Linked DNA regions of Bombyx mori: region 1 is linked to region 2. The links are chromatin contacts, called in public Hi-C maps. All regions are on one chromosome and are shown on one strand. The core of a region is the stretch at or near the end of the contact, and the rest is flanking DNA. Distances in the headings are between cores, read along the strand shown.

Region 1 (2,700 bases), core at 178-2,677, 120 kb after region 2:
ATTTAAAGCTAAACATTAAGTCCAAAACAAAACTCGGTTTGTTAGTTCTGCTATTCATCAACAGATATCACTAAAAAGAAAAATCGACCAAAGTAAATCACATCGAAAGGACTATATTATACAGTACAGTTTAATACAGTTAACAACAAGGATATCCCGATCCCGTTACGAGGAATACGATGGCGTTTTATCTGCTTCAAATCAGATATTCCCTGCCTATTCCTGCCGTGAAGCAGTAATGCGTTTCGGTTTGAAGGGTGGGGCAGCCGTTGTAACTATACTTGAGACCTTAGAACTTGTATCTCAAGGTGGGTGGCGCATTTACGTTGTGGATGTCTATGGGCTCCAGTAACCACTTAACACCAGGTGGGCTGTGAGCTCGTCTACCCATCTAAGCTATAAAAATAAAATAAAAAATGGTACCGATTAATCCAATTTTATTAACCAGTATTATACTACAGTTTATCTCTTCGATCAACAATATTGATGATCGAAGGTTTATCTATACGACAGAAGACAGACTAAACTGTAAGATTGATTGTACAATAAGTCCAACTGCAGTCATTTAGCCATTTTCTAATGACTTCTTTAATGTATGCATTAAAAGTACATCACGCAACGGTTTTGAAAACTTACTATGAAAATAATGCTTCATTAATACTACTAGACATATTTTAAATATAAAGGTAGGTATCACGTGTTAACTCTAAGGGAGGAAAAATTAATAGTAAAGAGATTTTACTGGTGATAGGACCTCTTGGGAGTCCGCACGGGTAGGTACCACCACCCTGCCTATTTCCTCCGTGAAGCAGTAATGCGTTTCGGTTCGAAGGGTGGGGTAGCCGTTGTAACTATACTACTGAGACCTTAGAACTTATATCTCGAGGTGGGTGGCGCGTTTACGTTGTAGATGTGTATGGGCTCCTGTAACCACTTAACACCAGGTGGGCTGTGAGCACGTCCAGCCATCTAAGCAATAAAAAAAATAAAAAAAACTCGAAATCTATCAAATTTAAATGAAACTTTTTCTAAAAAACTGATATTTTTTTACATAGATTAATGCTATATTTAAAATACCTAATAAATTGTTTATACTTATAAAAAATACAGATTGTATGACACGAAGCAATGAACCCCATTTGGTTAGTTGGCTCATAAATCCACGTTCATTAAAATAATCTTATTTATGTATTAAGTGATGACCTCAACTACGAGATAAAGTCTTTATTCACTATACACTACCTTGTCCTTTTTGTTTCGATTCCATTCCATACAACAAAGATGGCAATGGACGCGAATGATGATTTTGTTCACTAGTTGTTCGTCTGTTTGATATTATCGGTGCTGGTACCTCCTCCACACTCGGACAGGTTATAAAAAGGTCCGAGAATTCAAGCTTCGCGGAGTCTAGTGCAAGTTGGTCCACCGAATTCATCAGTTTCGTTCCAATATGAAGACCATTATTTTCTGTGCTTTCGGTAAGATTATATTTATCTTATTTTTGTTCATAAAATTGCCTAGTGATAGTGCTAATTAAATTGTTTTTGTGTTTTACGTTATGCAACGGAGCTATAGTTTTTTTCCACAATTAATTCAACAGTTTTGCAATGAAATGTTCTATTGATTTCAACGTAAGGACATACATTGTTTGTTTCTCATTTGAAATTTCTGCGTAGAATGAACTCCATTTCCAGAAAAACTATAAATTTAAAATTGGTTCATTACTTTGCTGACAGAATGAAAAGTAGTCGACGTCGCCCAAAACACGTCATTTTGGATCCTCTCGGTCCACTAACGGTGCTTTAGGTACCTCAAGCACCGGTCATTGTTCTCGTCGAACCCGTCGCTTGCGACGAAGAGCACGACGAGTAAATTAACCCACAGACACAGCCCATTGAGTTTCTCGCCGGATCTTCTCAGTGGGTCGTCTTCCGATCGGGTGGTAGATTCTGCGAAGCACGGCTTTTTCTAGGGTTCGTGTTAGCAACAACGTCAGGCTTGAACCCCGTGAGCTCAACTACTAGTTAAGGTTACGCTGAAATAGCCTCTCAAGGCTATCAGCTTAGGTAGGAAAAAAATACTTTGCTGTTTTCGTCAGTACCTTGTTCGCATTTTTTCAGTCTCTCAGTTAGTACGTACATAATAATTGCTTTCAATGCAATGAAAAAAACCGTATGAATGCGCTCATGTTCTCAATAAGCATCAAGCGGACCTCTCATGAGGGACCGGAGACTCTTAATTGGATTTAAATAAACAGTAAGCTTTGTTCAGTAAGGTGCTCAAATTTACTCATGACTAATGCCGTAGGTACCACTATGCTGCCTATTTCTGCCCCAAAATTACGCGCTCCGGTTTGAAAGGTGGGACAGCAATTAGGTACTCATAAAATTGTGAACGACCTCATCTCTCATAGCAAGCGGTGGTATTAACACCTTGTGGCCTATACCAGTAAAACATAAAATAATCAATATACTTAAATTATTAATTTAATTTTCGTTTAAATTATTTTGTCAAAACCAACAACTTATGTTAGTAGTTATGAATAGGGATTTAAAAAGTGATTATCAAACGAACATTTAATTGTTCTATTTTCGTAGATTTTAAAAATGTTCTTTCGCTTAGTATTGAATTTCTTTAGGTGATTGTTAAAAATATATAATTTAAAAACAACAAAAAGGGAACACGCTTTAACAGCAAACC
Region 2 (2,700 bases), core at 142-2,641:
CAATGTCTTGGTGTAATTTCTGAACGAAGTAACTAATTATAATAAGACGGCAGACCTGCATAGAACAGAGTTCAAACCAAAAATGGCGGTAAATTAAGACGGTTATATTTTTTGTATATCTCGTTAGGCTTTCAGTTTTTTTAGGTAAATATGAAATATTTCTTAGATAGTATGGTTTTTAGTAGGCATCCAGTACTGAATTATCAAACTGTATTAACCTCTTCAGGGACATGGGCACATAGTAGTTTTTTTTTATTATTTAATTATTTTCTCACACTGAATGGCCACTTATAAATGGACATATTCTTTTTAATAAATAGTCACTATATTTGTTAATTTTTGTAGTTATTGAATTGTTTTCAATATGAAATAAATAAATCGCACATAGAGAATAAATTAAATTTTTGTTTTTTTTTTACTTTAAAAATTCGTCCCTGAAGAGGTTAAATATATGTTATTTAGCTAAGCCAAACTGGCTTTATCAATAGTAATTAATCATAAATGAACATCGTAATGTATGTATATAATCAGCCGACATTACTGATAACCTAAATCTACTCAGTACTAATAAAATCAAAGGCTGATTTTCTTTACTAGCAGTTATTAATAGAGAAGTTTGAATAACCTTTTAATATTTCCAACATGTTTATTCTTGACAAAAAAAACAAGTATAGTATAAAATAAATTTACATAGATGTACATAAATACAAAACGATTAAATATAAATATATATATTTCCTTATTGAAATTTCCTTGAACACAAATATCAAAGAGCTGTGGGTGTAAGAATGAAGTTCAAGTTCAGAGGAATTTTCCGATAAGTACATGGAATATGTTCATGTGGAAAATTTCCACCCCTTCGAAAGCATCTGTGAATTCTCATGCATCTTTAATTCAAAGTTTTTTTTTTGCCAATTTCGTTGTTTCATTGATAATACTAATTTGCAAATTTTGATACAACAGTTACCGGTCCGCGGTCGAAATAGCCTTTTAGGCAATAAACGATTACGTAGGGGGAAATAAAAACACCACCCAAAATGAATGAACCCAGCTATTACTGAAGCACAGAACACTATTACTTCTACTTCTGTACTAAAGACAAGAAAGAACAAAGAGAACTTCTGAAACGAAACATTTTAAGTGTTAAAGTGGAATATACAAACAGTATTGTTCTCCCATTTAGATACTTATTTAGTGAAAACATCAAAGACCTAAAAAGATAAAAGGGCCCCGGTATGTTAAAAAGCAAAACGCACAAGCGACCCAATTTCAACTGAGACGTTCAGAGTGTTTATCCAAACTTGCGCGCCCGGGCAAAGTGGGGAGATCAAGGACGGTGTCTGCCAAACACGGGGAGGGTTTCCCCGGGAGACGGGAGCCGGGAGGTGAGGGTATGTTTTGATGCCAGCCGCCGCGCCCGTTTTATTGATTTTCACCCACACCCTTACACGCGACCCGCACCTCCCCTTTATTATATAGGTACATTTATGGTGATGCAGCGGATATCCGGCCACTATTCGGTATCCGATCTTTTCGTTTGTTCTACCTGGTTATTGTGATTGTATTAACAATATTAAGAATTTAATAAAACAGCTGTATAACTATTGGCTGTCGTTATGATTTTAATAATTGACACGTTCGATTTCATGACTGAAATCAATCTTTTTTATTATACAGAATTATATTGTACATTTCTATATTTGGCTTCGACGTAAATTGAATGTTTTGTTGTGAATTTCTATCACACGAAAATGTGCGTAGGCAGTTTTTCCACATAATTGAATCATTGAAAAACTATTTTCAGCATAATAGCTGAGTTCTCTGAATTCTCATTCTTCAATAATTCATGATAAACTCCACAATATCGTGTTCACGATAATATAATATGATTGATCACTTTTTATTTCGCAAAGAGAAAACACTGTATATTTATAGTACTACACTTTAGGGTACTTTTATACGAGAGTTATTTATACTTCATATTTTCATCGTCTAATGTTCCGACGAAACGAAGTATATACACAAATAAACACACATTTTGTTTTGTTATTAAAGCTTGAAGTTATTTGAGTGGAAAGTTTATTACGTAAGTCTTCTACTAAGAGTAATTTAATATTCTCTATGTAAGACTATGTACAAGCGCTTCAGTAGTCTGAACGAAATGTTATTACGAGGAGGGATGTTCATTAACGTTAAATTTCCTTTCATCGCCAGCCAGCCGTGTTCCAGTCAGCTCCACCTATTTTTTCTCTCCCTTTGACGACTTGCTTTATATCAGTTCAAAAAGCAAGTTCTCAACTTTGCTTTTCATTATTTCAACTTTCGTTTATTAAAAGAATACGAACACTTGTTTTAAATAATTTATGCTGTTTAATTATGTCTGAAAGGTAAATTATTATCTAAATAAATGTCTTGAAATGTATTAACGTCAGTCTGAATTATTAAGTACGGATTGGGCTGTGTAAAAAGTAAATCTATACTAATCTATACTAATATATAAATCTACAGTGTTTTTTACGGATGTTCCGTTATAACTACTGAACCATGCATCCAATTGACTTGAAACTTGGTATCCATGTAGAAAATACATGTACTTAATGGATAGGCTAATATTTATATGAGTGTTGGACTCCCTATACCAGTTGCGGGGGCGTTAATGATGAGAATCTTTATGGGGGTGAGAAATAATAATGTAAATTT

What was found. Hi-C and Micro-C count contacts between places; a contact is called where the count stands out from the background.
Region 1: a contact with region 2 is called in a Hi-C map of middle silk gland, with 2.0 times the contacts expected there. The contact joins the promoter of LOC692945 here to the enhancer-like site in region 2. A contact is called at or near these places in 7 of 7 Hi-C or Micro-C datasets (middle silk gland, midgut, posterior silk gland and 2 more).

Annotation. Positions count from the first base shown.
Region 1 is chr23:11,231,071-11,233,770 of ASM3026992v2, forward strand. It overlaps LOC692945 (kazal-type proteinase inhibitor), which reads left to right and starts at 1,428. Exons shown (of 3, transcript NM_001046785.1): 1 at 1,428-1,478. The coding sequence starts at 1,451.
Region 2 is chr23:11,110,695-11,113,394 of ASM3026992v2, forward strand. The region is part of intron 3 of LOC101737516 (lysine-specific demethylase 3A); the gene reads left to right. Among protein-coding and RNA genes, the nearest start is that of LOC134201095, 17 kb to the left of the region's middle. Within about 2 kb of position 1,392, at least 2 of the 8 cell types and tissues checked have open chromatin away from gene starts, as enhancers often do.